Linked DNA regions of Mus musculus: regions 1, 3, 4, 5 and 6 are each linked to region 2. The links are chromatin contacts, called in public HiCAR-type and promoter capture Hi-C maps. All regions are on one chromosome and are shown on one strand. Each heading gives the region's core, a stretch centred on a gene start, on an enhancer-like site or on the middle of the called end of the contact. The rest is flanking DNA. Distances are from core to core; before and after follow the strand shown.

Region 1 (4,783 bases), core at 549-3,048, 2.7 Mb before region 2:
TGAGAGGGAGAGAGAAAGACAGACAAAGGACAGACAGAGATAGAGTTGGTGATCAATTGTGGAGGTCAGAAAACGCTTGGGGGGGTTGCAAAGTATGAATATAAATAATCTCATTCTTAGATGAAGACATAAGATCTGAACTAGCCAGCTCAGCCAAAAGTCACTTCACTTTCTGCTTTTCATTGGTTAGAAGATGGTATTTTTCTTTTCTCTAAACTGCAAATTTTATCTGGTCCTATTCATTGAGTCAATCTAGAGAAAATGTATGTGACAGTTCTTAGGATACATGGTGGGACTTGAGTTTTGCCAAAAGAAAAAAAAAAATCACAATGCCAAAACAACCTTATAGGATGTCCCTTCAGTGAAAGCAGACAGGAGCTGGGGAGGTGTAGTGCCATGCACACACACACTACACGCGCATACACTTATGCACACATGCACACAAAATAAACAAACTAAAAAATAATGTAAGCAGATGGGTTTTTGCAGTTTTGAGAGGATAAATGAATTGGAACACCTAATGTAAGTCCAGCCTTAAACAACATAGTACTATGATGGTGTGCAAGAGTCAGTCAGACTTAGACCTAATCCCCTTGGACATCTCTGCTATTTACTGAATCTATTGCCTGTGCAAATTACTTAACCAATATTAATGCCAATTCCTGTTTGTAATATAAAGATAATCCCTATTTGAAGATCTTTAAAACAATTATATGCTGTGTATAGTTCATATTGTGGGTGTGTCTAACTCCTGGTTCTGTGTCCAAGTGTTAATTTCTCATTCATAAATGCACACCAATGCAGACTTATGGAACAGGCTGGTTTCTACAGAACACCATCCCAGATCAACAAGGTAACAAGTGAGTTCTCTTACAAGCTTGTTTCTTTTGTTATCTGTGGGCGATGCTTGTATACGAACTCAGTATTTCCATAGCACAAGAAATAAGACCATCGGGTTCATAGCTATGAAGCAGAAGCCCTGTGTTTAACACCCAAAGACAGGCACCACGAGCAGATGCAGCCACAGGAAGGACGTGTGCCCTCAACATCCCTTCAACAGCCAAGGAGCCACTTGCTTTTTGCATTTTTTTTAAAGGATATAGTCTTTTCTATAATACAAGAAAATACAACATCCCATTATCTTTTAAAGAAAGTTAGAAAAACAGAGGAACATTTCTTCTAAAACTCAATCATCAGGTGTCAAAGTGCTACTATGTTTTCAGAAGAAGGTTGTGCGGGCAGACACGTCCCTATTTTGTTCCTAACCTAAAAAAGTAAACATTTCAACTGTACATCAGGATAGCTGATATTATTGTGCATAGGGAATTAGTGTGCATAGGGGAAGCTGATGGCAAAGGAACCCAGCCTAGGACTCCACAAGGAAGTGGCGAGTCAGTCTACTCACCCAGAAGCAACCAGGGCTTAATAACGCCAACTTGCAGGTCCAAGGTAAGGTCCTGCACATAGCCACAACCACCCCCACCGCTGGGCTCTGTCTCCACAACATGAACTGTGGCATCTTCCCAGGTTTCTATAAGTTTCTTTCCAGTTAGCGTGGTCACCCTGGTGCACTGCTTCCTGAGATTATCCCGGGAGAATGCTTTGATTTCTTGGTTCAGGGAGTGCATTACATGAGCGGAGAAGGAAAAGCAGCAAGCTCAAGAAAAAAGAAATAAAAAACAAAACAAAAAAGGCACTGCACTGCTAGTCAGTCACTAGCCACTTACTGGAGCTGGCCCCTGCAGTGACAACCTCACCCCTTCCAGAGAAGAGCACAGCCCAGGCCTGCTTCCCGAGCACCGTTGTAAGGTGAGAGCTGATTGGCTGCTAAGAAACGGGCGCCGATTGGATGCCGTTTCTCATCTGACGGAAGTTGGGGGTCTTCCGGATCTATTCAGATGCTTTTTTATCTGGGCGTGTCTTCCTTCACTCTTGGTTTTTTAATCTTAGCTTAGTTTTGGACCCGGGGAGCGGGAGTGGGGGTGGGGGAATATTCATTGCTAAGACTCATTTGGAGAGAGCTGATGTCTCGTTTTTTCTGGAAGTGTTAGACTGGTTACGGAGATGACAGCAGCTGACCTCACGGCCTTTTCCCACCCCAGTGTGAGTCTCCTGTGGCTCACTCACAAAAGCCTAAGGCCCCAGGGGCTGCCCCTCGTTTCCTCTGCCTTCACTTTTTTCTCTGCCGTTAGTTCTAGAAGAAACATTGACTAGATAGAACCACTGAGTCTGCTAGTGAGGCTCCAACTGAATAGAATCTACATTAAAAAGTTGTTTTAAGTATATGTTTCTACAGACTAGCAAGGGTTAAAATATATGTGTATTCCTTCTTTTCAACGCCTTATACAGAGTAAATGGTAATAAGTCTATACGTAGTTGGGAAAAGCATAAACATTTACCAAACAGATGAATAGAATGACGATTCTGCTTACAAAAGACGATTGCTTTTTGCAAACGGGGACTGCAAGATTTCAACTGAAATTTTCCTTATTAACCCTTAATAAAATGGAATTTTAAGATCATTTAAGTACAGTGCATAACGTTAAGATTTAGAAAAATGTATTCTTCAGCACTGCATACAAACATTTTGTTGCTTTCGAAACAAAGTTTATGGGCTGAATTTTTGTGCCCCTTCAAAATGAGTTGGAATTATGAGTCCAAGTGTTCAAATATTTGGAGCGAGGACCTCTGGGAAATAATTAGTATTATATTAAGACATACGACAAGGTTAATGGCTTCATGAAAACTGTACTAGATGAAGCAAGATTAAGGAAGGATGTTGGGAGAAGTGGGTGTCAAGGAAGAGGAACAAACACACCAGGAGCCTTGCTTAGGCCAGCACCTTGATTTTGGACTTCTAGGCCTCCAAACCACAAGAAGTAAATTTTTCTTGCTTAAGCTACACAGTTTGTAGTTTTTGTTATGGACACCTGAGATATGAGCCAAAGTTTTTCTCCTTCAAATGGAGTTATCTGCCCACAATATCTACTGGGGATTCCAAAGTGAACTGTAAATTGTTTGCTTCATTTAGTTGACCACAGGCTCCTCAGAAACAGCTCTAACTATAAATCAATCCATGTATCTAACAATGAGCACTTAACTATATACCCAGCACTCTACTAACAAATTTCACATACTTAATGATATGCACTCGGCATATAACAATACTTTAGACATTATGTCATTTTACTTTACCACAAACTATATATATAGTTTACAACTGGAGAAACATGGTTTCTTTACTATGGAATGCTGCACTGCCCTCAAAATTACAGTAACTGTATTAACAAATATTAATTGAACTGGGTGCTGCATGGATTAAATACAGTAATAATTAACTCTGATTAATGCTGATTAATAATTAATAATGTATCAGCATCACATTAAAAAGAGAAATAAGCTGGGCAGTGGTGGCACACATCTTTAATCCCTGCAGTGAGAAGACAGAGGCAGGTGGATCTCTATAGTTCCAGAACAGCCAGAGATACACAGAGAAACCCTGTCTCACAAAAACAAAAACAAAAACAAAAACAAAAACAAAAACAAATAAAGGTACTTCCCTTTAGGGTCCATTGAACCAAGAGTGAGTCCAGATTTGAAATGTACGTCATACCCTCTATGGCTTCCTTCCTCTGTCTGTTGTATGAGTCTGAATCTGTGCCTGACTGGAGGCTGTCTTGCCACTCTGTCCCTGTCCTTGTATCTGTCCCAGTATCTGTATATCTGTATCTGTCTCTGTGTATCTGTATCTGTACTTGTACCTGTGTCTCTGACTGTCGTTGTGTGCCTATCTGTTGCCTGACTGTGTGTTTCATCTCTGTGTGTGTCTGTGTCTTTCAAGCAGCACTGAAAGCATCGCCTAAGGAAGGAATGACATACTTCATAGAAATCTCTAGTAGAGGTTTACAAGCAAATCAGTCATTGGCTCCAACTGACCCAGATAGTACTACAAATATTATCAGTCAATATACAAATGCATCTTCAACATATATGTTGGATATTCATTTTTATAATATTGATTTTAACCTCTGCATTTGCTGCTTTCAGCAAATGATACACATTATTATGGGCTAGGGCCATAGAATAATATTAATTTTAATAATTATATAATTTTAGATTGCAGCTATACATTACATTAGGTTTTAAAGGTAATTACATGGGGGATCCCAGGCAAGTAAGGTTGATAGTTACATTGCTTTATTTTTCTTTGTTTTGTTTTGTCTTTCCAGACAGGACTTCCCTGTGTATCCCTGTCTGTTTAATCCCCCCTGCCTCCGGAGTGGGGGGATTAAAGGTGTGTATATGCCAGCAGCACCAGCATTACCATGTTTTCTTTAAAGTGGGTTAAAGTGTACAGGCTGTACACAGTATCATACGAATTTATTTTATGTGAGTACACAGTTGCTGTCTGCAAACACAAGAAGAGGGTATTGGATCCCAATACAGATGGTTGTGAGTCACCATGTGGTTGCTGGAAATTGAACTCAGGACCTCAGACAGAGCAGCTCAGTGCTCTTACCCTCTGAGCCATTTCTCCAGTCCCCAGTCTTGAGTCTTAAGTGACCTCAGAATGTGTTCTTCACTGGCTGTGAGGTCCAGATACAGATCCAGTCTCTTTGAATGTAAGGCTACTTCATCGTAATGCACTGCCAGGAGATGCTGTTATACTCATGCTCATGGGAGGAATAAAACTTCCGTAGTTTCATGGAGCACGGGCTGGTGAGAGAAGGCCCATTCAATACAATAAATCTTGAAATAGACTTGAGTAACATTCAGCAGTCAG
Region 2 (4,924 bases), core at 546-3,045:
CTTGGCTGGCTGAGAACTGACTATATAGATCAGGCTGGCCTTGAACACTTGAACACAGGTCTGCCTCTTAAATTATGGGATTAAAGTGCCTAGCCCAGGATTTTTATTTTGTTTACACCCTGTGGGGGTTTGAATAAAAATGGCCCACATAGACTCACAGGAATTAGGAGGTGTGGCTTTGTTGAGGTAGACTTGGTGCAGTGGAAGGAAGTGTGTCACTGAGGTGGGCTTCTCAGATGCCCACGCCTGGCCAGTGTTTGAACGTCTTCTCCTGCTGTCTGTGGATCTAGATATAGAATTCTCAACTCCTTCTCTAGCCCCCCTACTACTTAGATGCCATAAAACTCCCCACCATGAATTCCACCATCACAATAATGGAATAAACCTCTGTTGTAAGCCAATTAGATTGGCTGTTTGTTTGTTCATTTGTTTGTTTGTTTGAATATAACAATTGCTGTAGTCATGGTGTCACTTTATAGCAGGAGAAACGCTAACAAAGTCATACTATCTCTAGGAAAAGGCTGAAAGCTCAATCACCCTAAAATTATAATAAAGAAGCAGAGCTTACTGCCCCAGGCATTTGATGCCAGCCCCTAGGAAGCAGAGCCAGGCAGATCTCTGTGAGTTCAAGACCAGCCTGGTCTACATAGTAAGTTCCAGGCCAGCCAGGGCTACATAGTGAGACCTTGTCCCTGTTTAAAAAATAAACAAAATTCTTGGAGAAGCCAGGCCTGGTTTACAAAATACTTTGAAATATAAAGATGATGTTGTTTTAGGAAGAGCTTTCCAATCACATTAGCATGCTCTTTAACACTTACCTTTTGGTAACACTGAAAATCAAAGACTAAGGAAACAGTATAATTGAGGCCAGTGCTCTAAACTCGTTACAGATTTCACATTCCAACCCTGAAAGTATCATAAATACAACTTGCTTCTTTTTTTTTTAATTTTTTAATTAATTAATTAATTTATTTATTTTCGGAGACAGGGTTTCTCTGTATAGCCCTGGCTGTCCTGGAACTCACTTTGTAGACCAGGCTGGCCTCGAACTCAGAAATCCACCTGCCTCTGCCTCCAGAGTGCTGGGATTAAAGGCATGTGCCACCACGCCAGGCAACTTGCTTCTTTTCTTTTTTCACCTTCCTCTCTCTCTCTCTCTCTCTCTCTCTCTCTCTCTCTCTCTCTTTCAAGACAGGGGCTCATTATGTAGCTCTGGATGTCTTGGAACACACAGTGCCAGTCTCAGCCTCCAAAATATTTGGAGTAAAGGCAGACACCACCATGTTGGGCCTCCAATTTACTTCTCACTGTCCTTACAACATATCATTTATAATCAGATAGTCTTCCATTCACTTGAATTTAAAATCTTGGAACTTAATAGATACTAAACATTTTGTCACTTTCCCCTCTTCTCCCAAACAGACTTTTGGTAAAGCTTCTGTCAAAAATCTGAAAGGGATCGCTACTTTTTTTATTATTTTCAGGCAAGGTATTATATAGTAAGCCTCTGCGGTAGTTTCATAGTATGTATCTTAGTGTTAAGCTTTTACACTGAAAAAAAAAAAAAAGAAAGAAAAGCTACGGTGTCTACTAAGAGCTACTTTTTATGGCTTTAGAAGATGAGTAGTGTTAGAATAAGAAGCATGCCTCGAAAACCTAGCTCTCAAAAGTGTCTCTAGTGTGACCTCCTATCCGAACGAACTACAATTCCCGTCATGCACTGCGGTCCAACTACAACTCATTTCCGTCCGCGCTGCCAGAGCATGCTGGACTTTGTAGTTCACTCGGACTCACATGTTCTTTTCTCGTGTTCTTTGTAAGGAATGACAGTGTTACTAGCTGGATTGCTTTGACTCAAGGTGTTACTATACCGCATTATCATTAATCGTATCACATACCTGCCAATTCACTACCAGTTTTTCACTAATTTCTCGCGCTACTTTCACCCGGGAAAGGGAACTGACGCTCTTCCGGTATGATGGCGGCGCGGTGGAGCTTTAGGTAATTACGGAACTCTGAAGACTCGGGATAGACTAGGAGCCAGAGTGGGGGCGGCGGGTTGCTAGGTCGCGTGGAGAGGGCAGGGACTTGCGAGTGGGCGCTTGCCCGGTGGGCCTTGCTTTCCTCATGTGGCTGCGCCGTCTCCACCGGCGGCCCGCGAGGTGCCGTGTGAGCCGGCTGGGCCTAGCGCCGGCGGCGGGGCGTGCGTGTCTGGGCCTTGGTCTGGGTTGTCGGTGAACACCTCTCCTGGGAGCACCCTGGGTCGCGTCCCCAGTCGGCGTCCCGGGGCTGGCATTAATAAATTCTGGTAACGCGTTTGCCTCATTCCAGCTTATCCCAGTAGCCAATTCTATTACATTTTCATTTATGGATCGTTTTCATTGACTTGACTGAACCCCTGTCATGTTTAGCCCTAGTGATCCATGTTTCGCATCTTCTGTGTTTAGGTCGCATACGTAGTTAACCTTAACTCTAAAAGCCTCTACTATTTGCAACTTCCAAACATGGGTTTGCAGTTCCTGCCCCTAGCGAGCTGCAGGCCCTACAGTACAAACAGCACTGTGCCAGCTGTTTGACCTGCTCTAAATGCAAGACTTTTTTGATACATTGTAGCCACTTAACTCGCCCCCCCGCCCCCCGGAAGAATAATTTGGGGAAAGGTATTAATAGAAACAGTAACTGAGCCCCGGCAAGCCGTTGGTGAGTTTGCCCAGTGGTTAAAAGCACTCTTTCAGAGGGATCTAGGTTCGATCCAAGCACCCACAAGATGGATCACAACAAATTATAATATCAGATTCAGGGGACTGGATACCTGCTTGCTGATAGCCACTTGCACCAGCAACTTGAACTGTCCCTATATGTATATGAAGGCAAAAAAGATCCATACATGTGAAAATGAGCTACCTTTTCTGTTAATTGTGCTCTGTATTTAAACTGCCTTTTGTTTATTTATTTTTCCTGTTCTCTGTGTAGTCTTGACTGTCTTGGAACTCACTCCTTAGAGCAGGCTGACCTCAAATTTAAAGAGTTCTGCCTGCCTCTGCTTTCTGAGTGCTGGGATTAAAGGTGTGGGCTAGCCGGGTTTAGACTGGTTATTTTAGTTGAGTCCTACCTTGTTCATGACTGGCCCAGTCAGACTCAGTCTGGAAATAGACCAGTTCCAGAAAGAAGTGATTATCGGTAATACAGCAGATTGGAACTAATGTCTTTGAGGGTTTTTCTGTCAGATTTCCCTTGTTTTCTCTGTAAGTCTGAAATTACTGCAGGAACTCTAGCCAGCTTGAATGTGGTGGACAAGGCTCTCCTTCCCAAGTCCCCGTGTCTTGTTAAAAACCGTTAGATCACATTCCTCAAGCTAGCCCCCAAGATCTGTTCCCTGATCTAACCTGCAGAGATCCAGCTATCAAAGCATTGAAGTCCAACAATCCAAAACCTCTCTGGGGTCAACTAATTGACATGCCCAATTTAAATTAAATACCTCAGCCTAACCCCTCTACCCGCTACGCTAATATTTTCCTATATGTATGTCTTCTCTCTATCCAGAGACAGTCCTTTGTTCCCTTGGGACAAATACCCCTTTACCCTCTCCCTTGTTCCCTTCCCCTTCTCCCTCATCCTAGTGTCCTGTCTTTGTCTCCTGTTTCTTGCCCTTTGTCCTTCTGGGGCAAATAAGTCTCCTTTGTGCAGAGAACACGCTCTTGGAGTGTCTTGAGCCAACTTTGAGGTTCCCTACAATTACGAGCAAGGGAGGCCGATGGAGCACTAAGGATTTCAGAAAACTCTCAGGCTTGTTAACACTTTTTCTTACACCTCCCAAGTAAACATGGGAGAAGACAGTTGAATGCTTACCTCAGCACAAACTTTGAAGACATTTTTTAAAATGTTTTTTTTAAAAAGATAGCACACATGGGCAGGGGAGTGGATTCAAACAAGCCTTTGCCTATCGTGCCATGTTAGTAAATGCCAGTGAACAGAAAGGAAAGAAAGTGTGGGGCATCCTTTTTTAGGAAAAGCTTCAATGATTAAAGAATTGATAACTTAGTAAGCGAGACCCAGAATTAACTGTTTTTAATCTATCTTTGAGCCTAACTCAGTAGTGGCTTAAGCCAGGCAAAGTTCAATACTTCCTCCTTGAAAATTTATCCTGTGGGTGCTCTGAATCACTTTACAAGGGGAGGCTCTTTCTAGATCAGAGCTTCTGTGATGGGTGGTCGAGCTTGGTGTCTAGAGGCTACATGGTAATATTTCCTTTACACCAGAATATGCTCAGAAGAAAAAAGTATACAAACATAACTTCTAATGATATGAAAGGTCATTTCTAACCAATCTGTGCAAGTTAGCAGATTTTGTTGACAAAGCTGGGGACCAGATTTGACTTGTGGAGTGCAGACACAAAGTATGAAGTGAAGATGAAGGCCTATGCTACATTCGGGTCCAGTTACCTCTTGGGCACACAGCATCTACTAGTGCTGCCTTGATGCAGATAATGACAGACAGCTTGGTGGCCCCAAGAATAAGGGGTAGAGGAATATTCTTTATGTGATGTCAAAATAACTTGACTCCTCTTCGGATCTAAGATAATCTAAAGTTACCTTCCTGTAGTGGCTATTCCTGGTTGTCAACTTGACAATATTTGGAATGAACTACAATCCGGAATTGGAAGGCTCACCAGTGACCCTTATCTGGAGGCTTGGAGATCCTTATCTGGATCTTGGTTTGAAGATCTTGAGCCATAGTGGCTATGGATTCCAGAAGATTGAATCTCCGAGTTAAGGAACACACCTTTAATCTGGGCTATGCCTTTCATCTGGGATTAAAGGTGTGGTGGAACACACCTTTAGGATTAAAGGTGTGGTGGAACACACCTTTAATCTGGGCTACACCTTTTGCTGGAGACAATATAAGGACATTGGAAGAAGGGAGT
Region 3 (4,373 bases), core at 1,811-4,310, 2.6 Mb before region 2:
ACTACCTCCAGGTTCCTGCCCTCCTTGAGTTCTTGTCTTGACTTTGATGATGAACTGTGATGTGGAAGTATAAATCCAATAAACTCTTTCCTCCCCAAGTTACTTTGGTTATGGTGTTTTATCATAGCAATAGTAACTGTGGTGGTCTGAATAAGAACGGCCCCGTACAGGTTCATATATTTGAATGTTTAGTCACCAGGGAGTAGCACTATTTGAAAGAATTAGAAGGATTAGGAGGTGTGGCCTTCTTGGAAGAACTGTGTCACTGTGGGTGGGCTTTTGAGGTTTTAAAAGCCCATACCAAGCCTAGAATCTCTCTTTGCCTTTGAATCAGGATGTAGTCTTTAGCACCAACATGCCAGGCTTCCTGCTGTCATGCTTTCTTCCATGGTGATAACAGATTAAGCCTCTGAAACTGTCAGCGAGCCCCCAATTAAATGCTTTCTTTTTTATGAGCTGCTTTAGTCATGGTAGACACATGTCTTCACAGTAATAGGACAGTGACTATGACAATAACCCCAACAAACACATTATCTACAGATTTCTTCTCTTGGCTACTCTAAGGTATAAACAGTTGCAACTATTCAAGTTCATATGGAAGCCAGGCATGCTCTACATGCCTATAATCTCAGCAGGAGAGGAGAACTGTGGTGGTTTGAATGCAAAAGATCCCCATAGGCTCAGGTTCGAACACTTGATTCCCAGCTGGTAGAACTGTTTGGGAAGGATTAGGAACTGTGGCCTTGTTGGAAGAAGTATGGATGGGCTTTGAGGTTTCAAAAGCACATGGCATGCCTAGTTAGGTTTCTGCTTCATACTTGGAGATCAAGTTGTAAGCTCTCAGTTATTGCTCCAGCACCAGGCCTGCCTACCTGCTGCCACCACATCCCTCACAATGGTCATGGACTCTAATGCTCTGAATATGAGTTCTCAATTAAATAAGTTATTTCATATGTTGCCTTGGTTATAGTATTTTAATCACACTATTAAAGTAGCTAAAACAACAACTAAGCCTTCAAGGCCAGCCTGAGTTATAGAGTGAGATGGCATTATAAAAGACAACAAAACAAAACAACATCCTCTTCTACCTCAAACTACAAAGAAACAAAAGTTCTGTAAGAGTTGTTTTACATCTGACAGCCTATTCTGGCCTCTGGGTACACCAGACTTGAGCACAGTGCATTTATTCATGGAGGTCAAAATACACATAAAATAAAATAAAATAAAATCTTTAAAAAATGCTGTTGTCCGCCGTCTTGATAGAAATGATCCCGGTTTCCTAAAGACACACACACCGCTCGTTCCACCCAGCACATGTACATTTTCTTACCTGGCTGTCCCCAATCCCTCACAGCAGCGTTTCCTTCTCAGTGTCCTCTTAATTGTCTCAGACTTCAGCCCCCAGCCTCCGGTAAACTTAAATGCTAACTACCAGCTTATCAAGAAACCAAGTAAGTTAAATGCCTCAATTAGTCAATAACAGAACAAATAGCTCAATAGAGCTCAATAGAGCTAAATAGATGGTCTTTGAGATGAAAAGAGAGAGACGTGAACGGAGGGGGGGGTGGAGGTAGAGAAAGAATATACATTCAAGGTATGTAGCTCTATGTAGACTGCACACCGACAGATAAATGTTAAGATGTTTTTGGCAGGACTAGAACTTTTTTTGTTTTGAGACAGGATTTTTCTGTGTACCTCTGGCTGCCCACCTCTGCCCCCTGAGTGTCAGAAGTCTTTAGAGACAGAGTTTCTCTGTATAGTCCTGGCCTACCTCTGCCTCCCAAGTGCTGAGAAGAAAGGCATGTGCCACCATGCCCAGCCTTCACCAGGAGTATTAAACAGCCCTTAAGGAATTCTGTATACTCTCTGGTAGAGTTCTGGAAGACTAGGCGCTACAGTAGCTTTTTAAAATGTCTTAGAAACAATTTGTTACATTTCACTACAAAGTTGCTTTGGTGAATCCATTTTTTTTTTTTTTTTTTTTTTTGGTTTTTCAATACTGGTTTCTCTGTATAGTCCTGGCTGTCCTGGAACTCACTCTGTAGACCAGGCTGGCCTCGAACTCAGAAATCTGTCTGTCTCTGCCTCCCAAGTGCTGGGATTAAAGGTGTGCAACACCACTGTCCGCCTGTGAATCCATTTTCTTACTAACTTCAGAATGCCTTGTTATAGAAGGTGGTGGGTTGATTGATTTAAATTCATGAATACGATACACAATTAGACTATATTAGGTAAAGCCCCAAATATCCCAAGTCCCCTGGAGTGCAAGTTTTCATTGTAGTCATTCACATGGAGACACAATTTGTTCCAGTTTGAAACCCTGTGTGATGAGGAGTGGACACGGAGTGAGATGATGACAAACAATATTTGGTTGGTGATGGGGTGGAAAAGTAGAATTCCAGAAACGATTGGGATTTATGGTGGAGGCTGGGAGCGAACCCTCTTACTCGGAACAAAATTTGTTTTGTTTTTTATTTTGCTTTTTTATTTTGCTTACCACATGCCAGAGCCTATTCGTGTCTCCTCCGGATGGGTGCTGGTCCATGATAAGTCCCTTCATAATAATCTAAGGAACTCGAGCTGCCCTTACTTCCGACCTCCTTCCTCCGAAGCCAGCTGGAGGCGGGAGCGAGCACCGGGAGGTGGCGAGGCGCTGCCCGCCGTGCGGAGCACACATCTGCCGCGTTCTCCCTGGAGCGTCTGTCAAGGCGTGGGAGGAAAACAAGCTCGGAGCCGCCAGGCTCCTCTCGGGGCCAAAGTCTCCCGAAACACACCGTCCCCGTCCCCACGGCGGTGCGGGCCCTGGGGCGTGGGGAGCGGGGACAACTTCGGGGGAAGTCCAGGACCGCGGCTTGGGGGTCCCCGGAGCGGAGGAGGCGGGGCGGGGCGCTCCGGACCCCGGGCTCCGGCCGCAGTTCTCCCGGCGGCCTCGCGGGGGCGCCGGCGCGGCCGATCAGGTGACCGAGCGCCGGTCCCGGCTGCGGGAAGCCGACTCGTTCTCAGCCGCCGCCGCCGCCGCCACACCTAGCGGAGGAGCCGGGAAAGGCGGCCCGGGAGTGGGGGGTGTACTGGGGCGGAGAGCGCCGCGGGTGGAGGCGGAAGGGCGGCGGGCGGAAGCGAGCGCCGCGGCTGCTGTGTCACGGCGCGGGTGGGCGCACGGCATGGGCGCGCCGCGCTGAGGCGGAGGTCGCGGGCGGGCAGGCGGGCGGGCCTGAGGGAGGCGGCGAGCCGGGGAGTAGCGCGCCCGGCGGCGGTGGCGGCGGCGGCGGCCGCACCATGTCGCGCTCCGTGCTGCAGCCCAGTCAGCAGAAGCTGGCGGAGAAGCTCACCATCCTCAACGACCGGGGCGTCGGCATGCTCACGCGCCTCTACAACATCAAGAAGGTGCGCACGGGCCGGCGAGGCCGGGCGGGGTGCGGCGGGGGAAAAGGCCGCGGGCGCCAGCTCGGCCTGCTCGCGCGGGGCCTCCGGGATGCGCCGCGGCCTAGAGTGAGCCGCGGGGCGGGCAGGCGGGAGCCATTTCCCGGCTCCCGGCGGCGGGAACCGGCCGGGCCGCGCATGGCCGCCGCGGCGCTCTGGTTTGCGGGGAGGAAAGGAGGGCGCGCGGCCTTCCCGGGCTGCGGCGAACGGGCCCGGGGTTCTTGGCTTGCGAGTGTGGGAATGCGGCGATCGACCCTCTGGTCCCCACTTGGCCACTTGATTTTTCGTTCCCTGAATCAAGCCCCTCACCCCCACGACAGCGTGTTGACGTTTGGGATAATTTCATTTTGAAGATGGACCGGAGGGGGAAGTGAGGGTGGAACCGGTTTTCGTCTGAAATACTTGTAGGCTGTGAGTCACTAGAACAGGAATAACCACCTTTACTCCCTACTCCTCCTCATTTTAGTTTTCCCAACCCTATCTGATTAGCACCAAAGCACCATTCCTTAAAGTACAATGGCTGTATAAAATAAAGACCGAGTGTGCTCCCGTTGCTATCTCCTTCGCAACATAGTACGAGGATTTGAGCAACTAGACAGTGGACCCATTGAAAATCTGAGTGTCTTCAGATTAGGGAGTGGAAGGCTGTATCGAAGTGAAGAAAAGTAGATCTAAAGGTGGAAAAGGATTGCCATTAATTTACCTTAGAGGGAAACAACCTCAAATCCATTTATTTTAAGCCTCACTGAATTTGGTAAAGAGAAAAAGTTTCCTTTTGGTACACTTTATACCAGTCCATCCTTGCGGGGTTCTGTGTATCTGTGTCTTTTCTTTAATAATCTTGTTTATAAAATTATATATGTGTGTGTGTGTGTGTGTGTATCTATCTATCTATCTATATATCGTGAAATATACTTTTGACCATATCAAAAGGATATAGGTTGCTTGTGAGT
Region 4 (4,583 bases), core at 740-3,239, 2.0 Mb after region 2:
GAGTCTCTCACTTCCTTGGCATTCAAACAGAATTATCTTGTCCAGGTTCTACTGAGCAGAATATATGAGGAATGATATTGTTTCTATTGTAGCATTTAAATGTCTGCTGGGATCTTTTCCTAGAAGTAACAGGTGTCTGGAACCTAGGCTACTTGCCAGTAATTCCTTCCTAACACTTTTTCATTGTTACAATGCAAGCCACAAAGGTCAGATTTCTATGACCCAAATGAGACTGGTTGGGTTTTGTTTGTTTTGATTTTTTAACAACAACAACAACAACAAAAAACTTTACAAAGCAAGTCTCTAATATTTCCTATAATATGAGTTCATATATGAATTAACTCCTAATCACTAATTCTTCTGAGTTTAACTTTTAAGATAACATGGCTCATTCCCTTTCCTATGTGGGTTTTAGCAGGTTACTTAATTGTCCTGAAGCACAAAGTCTTCATCTGCAGCACACAGATTTCAGTAAAGTTATGAGCAGTTTGTGAGAAGCCTAACAGCGTGCTATGAAATATGGTGAATATTGGCTGCAATATGTTGATGAGCTGCAATATGTTGATGGTAAAAAAGATTCATGGGTAGCAATTCTATTAAAGAGAAAAATATAATGCCCTCATGTTGAAGTTCTTAATTACAAAGCAAAGATATGCCTTCATGTGGTCTGTTTGCCTTGGGTGTAGCTAGAGGAGATCGTGGAAAACTATAAAAGGTAACAGTCTCCCAGGTGCCTCCCAGAGCCACGTCAAATGATCCGTGCTCTAAAAGTACAGCCTTGTTATTGAAAAATCATACAATTTGTCACTACTTCATTTGGAAAGAACACATTAATATTCTGCTATCTTGGTTACTTCTCAAATGCTTAACTAAGCATTATATTTATGTCCCCACACATTAGGGTCAGTCAAATCTATGTACATGGTTTTCAACAGTGATTCAATATCGGCTTATAAGTCGGTAGTTTTTTACTGCTCTGTCATACTAGAATAAAATTGAATTTATACAGAATAACCTCCCCAAAACAATAACACAGAACCTAGAGACTCATTCTACATACAGGGGGGAAAGGAGAGATAGTAACTGCCTGAAGAGCTTCGAATTAAGAGTCTGGGTATGGGAAAGGAGTTGGCGAAGCATTTATGTATTAACTAGCTGATTCATACGTGAAAACAAGATCAGAGGCACGAGAAGCACAGGCTGATTACGTCTTGAACAAACTCACGGTAGTGTTTGGTAGAGCTTAGAGGGTGAGAAAAATAGCATATAGGAAAGGGGGAAAATGTTAGTTTTGTGGCTTCTCCTTGAAGAAGGAAAAGACCAAAGCCGTGTGCTTCATCAATTCAAGCACCAATTTACGTTCATAACAGCGGTCATTTACGAAACAGAGGGCGAATGGTACTTAAATCTAAAACAGCACCAGTTACAATTCAGACTCTCCTTCCCCCTCTCGTCACCTCTTGATACAGAATAAAATACGGACTGCCGGCCCTTGCTTAACAACGTTCTCAAAAAGTGGGCGTCAGAGCAGCTGGCAAGAATATACTAGAATTCCTGAAGTCCAGAGACGGCCCTCATTCCCATTTCGTCACCATTGCCAAGCAACTCGAACCCTCAAAGAACAGCGAATTTTCTGCATCCCGGGGGACCTTCACAAGAAAACTTTACTTCAGTGCCAACAAAGAAGCAATCAAAGCAATAGAAACAAGATCCCGATCCCAGAGAAAAGGCAGAGACTCCAATTACTGTAAAACGTCAAAGAGGAAAAACTACATTTCCCAGGATGCAGGGCGATAACGGAAGCGATGTAGGCCGGGACGTGGAATATCCCTCTCTGAACTACCTAGAAAATTTTCCAGACCAAGCCCAATTGCTTCCCCACAGTCTAGAGTGTTTAAAAACATATCCAGAAATTGATAGAAACGTGTCGGTGATTCGCTTTTATCCACAAGACACTTCCGTTGGATACTTGCCGCTGAACAGCTTCCGTTTCCGGTTGGCCTATTGCCTTGGAAACCAGGATGCAAAACAAGCTAGGTGAATATGGCAGGGCTGAGCAGCTCACAGATCCCCGACGGTGAGTTCACAGCAGTGGTGTACAGGCTCATCCGCGACTCCCGCTACTCAGAGGCGGTGCAGCTGCTGAGCGCAGAGCTGCAGAGGAGCTCCCGCAGCCGCGCAGGGCTGTCGCTGCTGGCCTACTGCTACTACCGCCTGCAGGAGTTCGAGCTCGCTGCAGAGTGCTATGAGCAGCTGAGCCAGATGCACCCGGAACTCGAGCAGTACCGCCTGTACCAGGCCCAGGCACTGTACAAGGCCTGCCTGTATCCAGAGGCCACCAGGGTCGCCTTCCTCCTGGACAACCCCGCCTATCAGACTCGAGTCCTTCGTCTCCAGGCTGCTATCAAGTACAGTGAAGGTGACCTCCCAGGAGCCAGGAGCCTGGTGGAGCAGCTGCTGAGTGGGGAAGGTGTAGAGGACAGTGGAGGGGAGAGTGATTATGATGGTCAGATCAACCTAGGTTGTCTGCTCTACAAAGAGGGACACTATGAAGCTGCCTGTTCCAAGTTCTTAGCGGCCCTGCAGGCTTCTGGCTACCAGCCTGACCTTTCCTACAACTTGGCTTTGGCCTATTACAGCAGTCGGCAGTACGCGCCTGCTCTGAAGCATATCGCTGACATCATTGAGCGTGGCATCCGTCAACACCCAGAACTCGGTGTGGGCATGACCACGGAGGGCATTGATGTTCGCAGTGTTGGCAACACTATAGTCCTTCACCAGACTGCTCTGGTCGAAGCCTTCAACCTCAAGGCAGCCATAGAGTACCAGCTGAGAAACTACGAGGCAGCCCAGGAAGCCCTCACTGACATGCCACCCAGAGCAGAGGAAGAGCTGGACCCCGTAACCCTCCACAACCAGGCTCTGATGAACATGGATGCCAAGCCCACAGAGGGCTTTGAAAAGCTCCAGTTTCTGCTCCAGCAGAACCCCTTCCCCCCAGAGACCTTTGGCAACCTGCTGCTGCTCTACTGTAAATATGAGTATTTTGACCTGGCAGCTGATGTCCTGGCAGAAAATGCCCACTTGACTTACAAGTTCCTCACACCCTATCTCTATGACTTCTTGGATGCCATGATCACTTGCCAGACAGCTCCTGAAGAGGCTTTCATTAAACTTGATGGGTTGGCTGGCATGCTGACTGAGCAGCTCCGGAAACTCACCATACAAGTACAGGATTCAAGGCATAGTAGAGATGATGAATCTGCCAAAAAGGCTGTGAATGAATATGATGAAACTCTTGAGAAGTATATTCCTGTACTGATGGCCCAGGCAAAAATCTACTGGAACTTTGAGAATTACCCAATGGTGGAGAAGATCTTCCGCAAATCTGTGGAATTCTGTAATGACCATGATGTGTGGAAGCTGAATGTGGCCCATGTCCTCTTCATGCAGGAGAACAAGTACAAAGAGGCCATTGGTTTCTATGAGCCCATTGTCAAGAAGAATTATGATAACATCCTGAGTGTCAGTGCTATTGTGTTAGCCAACCTCTGTGTTTCCTATATCATGACAAGTCAAAATGAGGAAGCTGAGGAGCTCATGAGGAAGATTGAGAAGGAGGAGGAACAACTCTCTTATGGTGACCCAGACAAGAAAATCTACCACCTTTGCATTGTGAATTTGGTGATAGGAACTCTGTATTGTGCCAAAGGAAACTATGACTTTGGCATCTCTCGGGTTATCAAAAGCCTGGAGCCTTACCATAAAAAGCTAGGCACCGATACATGGTATTATGCCAAGAGATGTTTCCTGTCCTTACTAGAGAACATGTCAAAGCACACAATTATGCTAAGGGACAGTGTCATTCAAGAATGTGTGCAGTTTCTAGAGCACTGTGAACTTTATGGTAGAAACATTCCAGCTGTTATAGAACAGCCCTTGGAGGAAGAAAGAATGCACACTGGGAAGAATACAGTCACATATGAATCAAGAAAGTTGAGGGCTCTGATTTATGAGATAATTGGATGGAATGTGTAATTACCGCTGACAATTTGTATCATGATGACTTTCTATGTACATTTTCAGTTTTTCCTGTATCTAGCTTTTGCTATTTGTATTTGCTACTTGTGAGACTTTGTACACTTTAGTGTAACAAAAGCACTATTCGATATAACCTGCACTTTTAAATCCTGTCAAGTGAGATTGTGTAAGAACCCAGGCCCTAGAAAGTACTTTGGAACTTTTAAAACTGAGAAAGATGTTGTTTCTATCATGTTTTCTCCATTTTTGTTTGGTTTTGATGTATCTTGGACAACCTTTGCTATTATGTTATCCAGGGACCAGACACTAAGTTCAGAACTTAGTCGTCCATAACGTCTTCTTGTAATCACTCCAACGACTGTGTTTTCTCTTTGCACAACTCCCCATGATTTTATAGAGAATTTAGAGTGTTTGACAGTTTTCCAATACAGATATAATAATTTGTACAGATTAAATTTCTTAGGTAATAATTGGTTTTGCTAGTTTTCAAGATTCAGTAAATTCACTTAATAAACACTAATAAATAAATAATCACTAATAAA
Region 5 (4,421 bases), core at 381-2,880, 2.7 Mb before region 2:
AACTATCATCTACAAGAGGGGTAGGAAAACTGTGACAACTGTAAGAGTTATCAAGGTGTGGTGAGATGGTTCAATGGGTCAAAGTCCTTGCCATTAAGCCTAAATTCAGTCCCAGGACACACAACACATCCATACACTTGCACATTATATAACAATCTAATTAGGTCAAGAAAAAACTCAGCTACCTAAATACACCGTGATAAAGTAGGAAGCCAGACTGCCACTAACCATTCCTTCATGACTAAACATAAAGGCTTAATGATTGCTGCATCCTGCACGTCTGAAATTCCACTTCTCAATCTCTGCCCCTAAATGTTAATTCCTTCACTGACTTCCTCAGAGAGGAGTGCCTGGGTGAGGTGCCAAGAGGATGTCAGACCAGCAGACACCTAAAACACGTGCAACATGTGACTCTGAACAGTTAATATCAGACAAAGTCAGAGCCTAAGCTAGGCAATATACAAGAATGTGTTCACATTTCTTACACCTGAAAATATGCTCTCCAAAATGTCACTGTTGGACAGAAAAACTGGAACTGCCCTGATCTCTAAATAATATGAAAAAAAAAATCAGAAAACAAGTTTTAATGCAACAGTGTATCTACATTATTAGCATTATTGGTTCAGTTTTTATGATAAACAAAATCAAGTTATGTCATTCTTTTTTCCCTTTTTGGTTTGGTTTTAATACAAGTTTTCTCGGTATAATCCTGGCTGTCCTGAAACTCACTTTGTAGACCAGGCTGTCCTCGAACTCAGAAATCCCACCTGCCTCTGCCTCCCAAGTGCTGGGATTAAAGGCGTGCGCCACCACTGCCCGGCTGCAACTCTATTCTTAAAACAACTTTTTACCCAAAACGTGGCAAGCATTACATGCCTTTTGAATCTACAAAGTTAGTTCTACACAATAAATACAATGCTTACTCTCTTTACCAAGCTTAGAGAGTTATAAACTAATAATACTACGATACGTCTAGGAAACTGTAGACAGGTTTTGTTTGTTTTCTGTTGTAGAATATGACCATTGTCACTACTCACAAAACTCAGCGGGAGTGGAGAATCAACATGTTAATTGGTTTGTTTTTTCTCCAAATACGGCATATTCGGAACGTTTCCCCAACAAATAATGGGGATAATTCTTTAGAATCAGCAGTCGTCCAATAGAGTCAAGTTCCAAAGTAAAAGGCGGGGGAGCCGGGCGAGCCAGGTTGGTTCTGGGTCATGCATTCATATACAAATTTCTTTTGTGACATTAAGATCCGACCTAGAAACCTAGGTGGCCCAGCGGCAACCGGTTACTACAGCGACCAGTGGCTCACCGCCCATCCTCGTGCATGCTTTCGGGGTACGGGGCAGGTGACCACAGTGCAGCCGGGCGCCGTGCCGGGTTCCCGGGTACCACCGCCCAGATGTCACCGGCCACAGCGCTCCCCGCTCCCTCCGTGGCGTGTGACACCTCCGGGTCAACAGCGCGCTGGCTGTGCCGCCGGGAAAGCCGCGGTCCACTCACCCAACGTGGGCGCCTGGGGATCCACCGCAAACGCTGCCATCGCAACGGCCGCTCCTACTCCAGCAATGAGCTTCCCAGTTTTCAAAAATGGCGGAAACTCTTATCACCGTAAGAGCCGCTCAGCCTTATGGGTTGCGCAACTTCCGGTCATGCTCTCTGCGGAGGCTGAGGGCGCTTCAGCCATTTTGGAAGAGGGCAACCTTCTTTACCATGTCTGGGATGCTAAGGAAGATTTTATGAGGATACCGAGAGCAATGTGAGACGTCTGCTTCTAAGACTAGTAAACCACAGTGGTGGCACACGCCTTTAATCCCGGCACTTGGGAGGCAGAGGCAAGCGGATTTCTGAGTTCCAGGCCAGCCTGGTCTACAGAGTGAGTTCCAGGACAGCCAGGGCTATACAGAGAAACCTTGTCTAGAAAAACCAAATTTAAAAAAAAAAAAAAAAAAAAAGAAGAAAAAGATCTTGGAAAGCCTCCTAATATGTTGTTGTTAATGCTTCATAAAGATTCCTTTGCTCTCTTGATAATTAGTGAGATTTTTGCATCAACTTCCCTAGCACCTATTAAAGTACATTTAATGAAACTATATATTCCTTTCTTTCAACTTGATTCCTGCACTTGATATAAGCCTTTTTTTCTCAAAATATGTTTTCCATCATCATTTCTTGTAGCTTTTTTTGTTTGTTTGTTTTTTTGGTTTTTTTTTTTTTTTGAGACAGGGTTTCTCTGCATCACCTGGTTGTCCTGGAGCTCACTCTGTACACCAGGCTGGCCTTGAACTCAGAAATCCTCCTGCCTCTGCCTCCCAAGTGCTGAGATTAAAGGCATGTGTCACCACTGCCCATGTTAATGATAAGGAAAGCCCTGGAGCCACAGGCATCCTGCCCATGGCATCTGTGTGCTCTCCTCTTCACTCTGCTACCTCTCCTTAGAGTATGTATATTCATGTGCTTATGTGTGTGTTAACATACATTTAGTTTTGGCTGGGCAGTGGGGCACACGCCTTTAATTCCAGCACTTGGATGGCAGAGGAAGGCAGATCAAAGAGTTCAAAGCCAGCCAGGTCTACAGGGGTGTTCCAGGACAGCCAGGGTTACACAGAGAATTCTATCTAAAATAAAAATAAAAATGCAAAAGCCAACAGCCTTGAGCCTGATACTGTGTTAAATTTGTGAGTCACTACAAAGAAGTCAGGTATGAATCATTAGACAGACTTGACCGCTCTTAGGAGAGTGTCATTACAGACTGAGAGACAGCGGTTTCTTCCTGTACAGGCAATACAACAACGCCATGGGGTTAGAGCTGGCTGTCACGTCTTCACAATGATTCCAATATTAAATGACAGATTCCTAGAATTCAATTTTATTTTGTTTGGTTTGGTTCAGTTGAGACCTGTTTTCCCTGCATAGTCCTGGCTGTCCTGGAAGTCACTTTATAAAATAGGCTGGCCTCCATGACTCTGCCTCCAGAGTGCTGGAATTAAAGGTGTGCACCACCACCCACCCACCCAGAATTAAAATCTGAAAACCACTTACATGTTCAGTTTACCTTTTTTAAAAAGGGTGTGCTGAATGCAATGCTGTACAACTTTAATTCCTGCTCTCAGGAGGCAGAGGCAAGTGGATCTCTGCAAGTTCAAAGTCATCGTGGTCTGTATATAGTGAGTTCCAGGAGAGCAAAAGCTATACAGACTCTGCCCCTTCCCCCCCCACACACACACACACAAAAGAATAAATAAATATAAATTTTAAAATAAGTGTGTGTTCTACATATCAAAAGATGCATGCCTTGATCTTGTACATATAAATCAGTGTTTACTCAGCAATGGTCTTTACAGAGACAAAAGCACATGATTTGTGCTGGATCACCAACTAATTGGTAACTTAAAGCATCGAAAAAAAAAAAAACCACATTTTTTTGAAGCCAGAAATCCAGACTATGTTTTAAAGGGCTCCTATCAAGGCAGCAATAGGCCTGGTTTCTTTGGAGATACAAGAGGAGTATGGGTTTCCTTCCACCTTCTAAAGACTATACTTGTCATTTGGCTGCTAGCATCACTCTGTCCAGTCAAAGCCAGAGGCATTGCATTTCCTTCCTCTCCCCTCCCCTCCCTCCCTCCCTCCCTCCCTCCCTCCCTCTCTCTCTCTCTCTCTCTCTCTCTCTCTCTCTCTCTCTCTGACACTTCTTCTTAAAGTTTCTATTATTATGTGACTAACACTACCATAGTGACTCATGTCCCTCTGCCTCCTGTCTAATGGTTCTTAGGGCTCACTCTCAACTCAAATAACCCATTTAGGGAACTAAGTCAATAATCACATCTGTTAAACACTTGTGGATGTTTTGGAGAAGACGGACCATTATCTTTTCTTTCTTACTTTCACTTATCTGTACATATATGAAAAAATTAATTATAAGTTAAAACACTCTTAGAGATTTTTGTTGGTTGGTTGGTTTGGTTTTGGGATTTTGGCTTTTAGAGACAAGGTTTCTCTGTGTAGCCTGGACTGTGCTGGAACTCACTCTGTAAACCAAGCTGGCCTCCAACTCAGAGATCTGCCTGCCTCTGCCTCTGGAGTGGTGGGATTAAAGATGTGAGCCACCACTGCCCAGCTTAGATTACCATCTTTTTTAAAAAATTATTTATGTATATGAGTACACTGTAGCTGTCTTCAGATACACAAAAGGTTATCAGATCCCATTAACAGATGGTGATGGCTATGAGCCACCATATCTCTGGACTTTTCTAGAAGAGCAGTCAGTGCTCTTAACCGATGAGCCACCTCTCCAGCCCCTAGATTAGCATCTTAATTACAATGCTTCTCTTTCTATTTTCTTCTCTGAACCTGTTGAATGAAGTGCACACAGATATCCTCCACATCTATTCTGAATTACTAGTTTACTCAGGACATGA
Region 6 (4,655 bases), core at 1,537-4,036, 2.5 Mb before region 2:
CGTGTGTGTGTTTGTGTGTGTGTGCATGTGCATGTATATGTGTGTGTGCGTGTGCGTGTATATGTGTGTGTGCGTGTGCGTGTGTTGGGCCCTCAGAGTCCAGAAGAATAATCAGATCCCTTGGAGCTGGAGTTAAAAGTTGTTGATGTAGGTGCTAGGAACCAAACTCTGGTCCTCTGGAAGAACAGCAAGTGTTCTTAACTGCTGAGCCATTTCTCTGGTCCTCCATGTTTATAGAAAGATTACTGTCAGTTAAAGTACATTTAAATAACACTATATAAAATAAAAATGTAAGCAAAACAGATTATGAATGCTCTGATTTCTCTAAAATACCAACCTGGTTTCAGTTTTCTTGAAATGTTCCGAATTTTGGGTTTGTTGAAGGTACTTATTTTAGGGATACAGCTCACCTGTTAGTAGAAAATGCACATTTTTTTGAACTTGTGTTTTCTTTGTTATCACAAATTTTTGAGAATTAAGTCTCCTCTCAAGTGGTTTATCTCCTTAAGATATTTGGACTTCCATTTCCACCAGCCAGTTTTCCCACTGCTTCTTCAAAAGGAGCAGATAGACTGTCTTCTTCTGAAAGTTGTATAAGCCATTTAGGAAAGCAGAAAGAACAAAAAATATAAAAGATAATTAACATACTGGCAGATGCCGAAGAATATTGTGCACACATGACAGATGTTTATGAGAAACAATAGAGAGAAGGCACAGGAGCAGACAGACAGGTGCACACATCCTCTTCTGGGAGGAATGCGAATCCATCTCTGGTTTTAGTAAAAACTAATTTGGATTAAAGGAAAGTTGCAAGTCCCAGTTGTGATGGTGCCCACATTAGATCCTAGCACTAGGGAGGCAGAAGCAGGCAGATCTCTGTGAGTTTCAGGCTACCTGGGTCTATATACTGAGTTCCAGGACAGCCAGGGCTATATAGTGAGATGCTATTTCAAAAACAAAAAGAAAAACAAAACTAAGCAAAACAACAGAGAGGGGGAAGTTGGGAGGTTGGTGGAAGGGGAGAGCTTGTGAGAGGATTTGGTGGTAAGTGGGTATCTATCTCTGAAGCAAAGTTCATTCATACCTGTGGCAATGCGACCATCAAACACTCTACTCCTTTCTTCCTAAAAAATGTGAGATGAACACAAAATATGTTTAACAACCTCTTGAGTTCATCGTTCACCTTCGAATTTTTTACAGATCCCTATTTCTTTTACCTAATAAAGCTTCTAAATATTCTTTTAGTGACTGTTTATAAATCTCCCTTTCAGTATTTGTGTTTGTGTGTTTGTGTGCATGTGTGTGTGTGTGCTTTGCCATTTTTCATTGAATTAATTTATATAATGTTTGGCTTTCTTTTCTTATATGACACCAAATAATTGTACATCAGCCAGAGTTTATTTATTAATTAAATGGCTCCCTAGCCACCATCTGTTGTTGATTTCCTATGAAGTAGACACACTTCCTTCCGAAAACATTGAAGTCACAAACCGCTGGTAATGATCATTTTAGAGATAAAAATTCCATAAACTCAAGTCAGCCACTGACATTCCCTAAGTGCCATTGAGCCAGCGCAGGGGATTAAAGCCGTATCCTACTGTGTGCTCTGGGAAGTAGAGACAGACTTTATCTGCCTAGTATTGACAGCAGGGGGGTGGGCGGTGCGGAAGGCTGGGTAAATCAGGGCTGCTCTAGTGACGTCCGGCTTTGTTGTAGGTTTTGCCTCTGTGCTCCCGCTGTCTTCTGACACTGCAATCCCTCTGCTCAATGGTTTTCCTCTGAAGGGGCTCAGTGGTTGGGCCTCGGCAGGACTTCCCACGTACAATGCTCTTAAAGCCAGGGGGCAGCCGGGGTGGAAACAGGAGACTTCTGGGAGGCGTAGCCTGGGAGGGATCTGTTTTCTATTTTCTCCTCTGTATTGAACTCATCTGGATGGGAACCGTTCTCCTGTTTACTATTATCATTACCTGTGTGGGGTATTTTGCTTGCACGTTTATTTCCCCTGTTAGAAGAAACCGCCCGTGGGAAGAGTTAGATAATAAATGCAATTTTCAGTAAGAACACTCTGGGGGTGGGGGGCGGAATCCAAGTGCTTTAAAGTGGGCTCCACGCTTCGGTTTTAAAAAAGAAAAACTCAAAAGTTCGAATTCTACAGGGCAAAGAAAAACCCGGAAGGAAGCAGGGAGGGAGGGAGGAAGGGAAGGAAAGAAAAAAAAAGAAGGAGGGAAGGGAGGAATCACACCATTTCCACGTTTCTGTGGGTCTATTTGTTCTCTTGCGATTTCTTTCCCTTTGTGAGGGTCAATTTCTCCACGGTTATTCCAATCACAGACCCCCCGAAGTCATTAGTCCTGCCATTGCTCTTAGGAGGCTGCTATCTCTGCGACATGACATTTAAAGTGACTTTGCTCGCGCCTTCCTGTCTGACTTTCTGCAGGCGGAGGTGCGCTCGGGTTTGCTGTGAGGAAAGAGCTGCGGGCAACGAGGGACGGTGTGGGCTCGCGGGGCGGGATACAGGGGTGCGCATCTCTGTGGTGCGTTGAGACCGTTTCTCCCGTGGGGACCAAGGGTTCGTCTATGGATCCAGAGCCGGGGGTGGAGTGGGGAAAGGTGTGCGGCTCCTGTCGGGAGCTGCCTGGGGCTACAGCATCACAGATAGACAGGGTCTCACACTCCAGTCCCCTGAAAACTCAAAGCCTTCTCGGAAGGAGGAGCCGGAGGGCAGGGGACCGCGGGGCGGAGCTCTTGTCGGCCGAGGTGGGAAGGCGCAGCTGCGAGCCAAGGCGCTGACCTCCTCTGAGCTCCTCTGGCCGCTCGCAGGATCTTCCCGACCCTGCAGGACTTGGCAAACTCCCACCTCCGCTCCCATTAGTCCTCCCACCCCCACCAAATCTCCTCCCTCGGAGGTCCCCTATCCATCTCACTTTGCAGAATTTATCGCTTCTTCCAACACCTTTTTGCAACACCCCAGAACTCCGAGTCCCTTAACTGAATTTGACTTTTGTTTTTATTTCTCTCTGGCTTCCTCTTCTGCCCCCTCATCTGATTGATGTGCTAAGGCTGATGTCTCTGCCAGAGCGAGAGGAATAAATAGATGCTGCCTCGCCTAGAGGCTTAGACGCTTGGGAAGAGCAGCCGGCGCAGCGAGGCACCGGGCTCCGCCAAGCTAGTGGACCGGACCTGGGAGCACTTGGATCCAAGAGAACTGTGATTGTCCCAGGGGTGGGGGCAGCTCCCCAGGTCGTTGGGATCACCCCTCGGAACCGCAGGGGGAGACTTCGGAACGAAAGTGTCTCCCGCGTCCGTCGCTCGGCTGCGCCCTGCCCCATCCTGCTGGGACCATGGTCTGCTGCGGCCCGGGACGGATGCTGCTAGGATGGGCCGGGTTGCTAGTCCTGGCTGCTCTCTGCCTGCTCCAGGTGCCCGGAGCTCAGGCTGCAGCCTGTGAGCCTGTCCGCATCCCGCTGTGCAAGTCCCTTCCCTGGAACATGACCAAGATGCCCAACCACCTGCACCACAGCACCCAGGCTAACGCCATCCTGGCCATGGAACAGTTCGAAGGGCTGCTGGGCACCCACTGCAGCCCGGATCTTCTCTTCTTCCTCTGTGCAATGTACGCACCCATTTGCACCATCGACTTCCAGCACGAGCCCATCAAGCCCTGCAAGTCTGTGTGTGAGCGCGCCCGACAGGGCTGCGAGCCCATTCTCATCAAGTACCGCCACTCGTGGCCGGAAAGCTTGGCCTGCGACGAGCTGCCGGTGTACGACCGCGGCGTGTGCATCTCTCCTGAGGCCATCGTCACCGCGGACGGAGCGGGTGAGTCCTGAACTTTGCCCGACCTCTGAGAAGTTAGTTATTTGTCTTTATCGGCTAGCTTGCTTTCTGCGCTGAGCCCTTACCTTTCCCCTTAAGCACACTCCTCTACTGAATCCTATTCTTTTACTTAAAAGCAAAACAAAACAAAACAAAATTCACTTTTATCATTCTCCCAGACAAACGCAGTCTCTTCCAACAAGTGATCTGAGCGATCCATCCGTTCCCTACACTTCACACCCAACCTCCAAAGCGCCCCTTCCCTTCCCACTCTTTGCGTGTGGGGCTTAGCTGCTTTACTCTTAACGACATTGGAGTTTCTTCTGTTTCTTGGTGCATTCTTTTGCAATCTCGATCGTTAGTGTTTTCACGGCTTACAATTGTATGGAGACATCAGAAAAACAAAAAACCCTATTTTCTTCTAATCATGAAAAGTGCTAATTTAGTCTAAATAAACTGCTAATACAGAAATCTCTTAGTGACATGTGCCTGCTCAGAGCTCAATTTCGTCGGTTGCCATCGCCTTTCAACAGATTTCCCCTTCTCTTGACAAAATAGATGGTGATTCCAATCCAGAATGAAACAGCTATGGGACATTATTGCTATGCCCTGCTAATTAACTTCGGTTGCTCACTTCAGTCAGATAGCTGGGGAACCGAAAATAGCAGGCCCTTTTCACATGCCCACGTGCCTTCAAGTAATTTTGTATATAGCATATGGGTGAGTGGAGTTATATTTGGGCCATGTCATCTTCATAGCCTTATATAACTTTGCTTTCAATCTTGCCGGTTATTCCACCCATACTGTGTGTGTATACATGACCCACACGTTCACCCCCT

Evidence for each region. Promoter capture Hi-C pulls out the DNA fragments that hold promoters and counts their contacts. HiCAR-type assays count read pairs that join an accessible place to other places. Capture Hi-C pulls out chosen DNA fragments and counts their contacts.
Region 1: a promoter capture Hi-C map of pre-B cells shows a contact between it and region 2, with 17 times the contacts expected there. The contact joins the promoter of Dusp19 here to the promoter of Cwc22 in region 2. A contact is called at or near these places in 12 of 39 promoter capture datasets (3T3-L1-derived adipocytes, the C10 cell line, the HPC-7 cell line and 8 more), 1 of 484 Hi-C or Micro-C datasets (B cells), 2 of 115 datasets of contacts at active chromatin or transcription factors (astrocytes and pro-B cells) and 3 of 9 other capture datasets (adipose tissue, liver and macrophages).
Region 3: a promoter capture Hi-C map of liver shows a contact between it and region 2, with 11 times the contacts expected there. The contact joins the promoter of Nckap1 here to the promoter of Cwc22 in region 2. A contact is called at or near these places in 9 of 39 promoter capture datasets (the 3T3-L1 cell line, 3T3-L1-derived adipocytes, the C10 cell line and 4 more) and 3 of 115 datasets of contacts at active chromatin or transcription factors (astrocytes, bone marrow-derived dendritic cells and thymic regulatory T cells).
Region 4: a contact with region 2 is called in a promoter capture Hi-C map of pre-B cells, with 4 times the contacts expected there. The contact joins the promoter of Ttc30b here to the promoter of Cwc22 in region 2. A contact is called at or near these places in 2 of 39 promoter capture datasets (liver and pre-B cells).
Region 5: a promoter capture Hi-C map of adipose tissue shows a contact between it and region 2, with 9 times the contacts expected there. The contact joins the promoter of Nup35 here to the promoter of Cwc22 in region 2. A contact is called at or near these places in 5 of 39 promoter capture datasets (the 3T3-L1 cell line, the C10 cell line, embryonic stem cells and 2 more), 8 of 484 Hi-C or Micro-C datasets (CD4 T cells, CD8 T cells, hematopoietic stem and progenitor cells and 4 more), 4 of 115 datasets of contacts at active chromatin or transcription factors (astrocytes, cardiomyocytes, embryonic stem cells and 1 more) and 2 of 9 other capture datasets (adipose tissue and liver).
Region 6: a HiCAR-type map of astrocytes shows a contact between it and region 2, with 5 times the contacts expected there. The contact joins the promoter of Frzb here to the promoter of Cwc22 in region 2. A contact is called at or near these places in 1 of 39 promoter capture datasets (cranial neural crest) and 2 of 115 datasets of contacts at active chromatin or transcription factors (astrocytes and embryonic forebrain).

What each region holds. Positions count from the first base shown.
Region 1 is chr2:80,614,229-80,619,011 of GRCm38.p6, reverse strand. It overlaps Dusp19 (dual specificity phosphatase 19), which reads right to left and starts at 1,798. Exons shown (of 4, transcript NM_024438.4): 1 at 1,406-1,798. The coding sequence starts at 1,628.
Region 2 is chr2:77,943,227-77,948,150 of GRCm38.p6, reverse strand. Cwc22 (CWC22 spliceosome-associated protein) reads left to right here and starts at 1,795. Exons shown (of 20, transcript NM_001362658.1): 1 at 1,795-2,001.
Region 3 is chr2:80,579,869-80,584,241 of GRCm38.p6, reverse strand. Nckap1 (NCK-associated protein 1) reads left to right here and starts at 3,060. Exons shown (of 31, transcript NM_016965.3): 1 at 3,060-3,384. The coding sequence starts at 3,277. It also overlaps the pseudogene Gm13688.
Region 4 is chr2:75,935,868-75,940,450 of GRCm38.p6, reverse strand. Ttc30b (tetratricopeptide repeat domain 30B) reads left to right here and starts at 1,989. Exons shown (of 1, transcript NM_028235.1): 1 at 1,989-4,583. The coding sequence starts at 2,044. The coding sequence ends at 4,038.
Region 5 is chr2:80,636,021-80,640,441 of GRCm38.p6, reverse strand. Nup35 (nucleoporin 35) reads right to left here and starts at 1,630. Exons shown (of 9, transcript NM_027091.4): 1 at 1,510-1,630. The coding sequence starts at 1,549.
Region 6 is chr2:80,445,527-80,450,181 of GRCm38.p6, reverse strand. Frzb (frizzled-related protein) reads left to right here and starts at 2,786. Exons shown (of 6, transcript NM_011356.4): 1 at 2,786-3,819. The coding sequence starts at 3,342.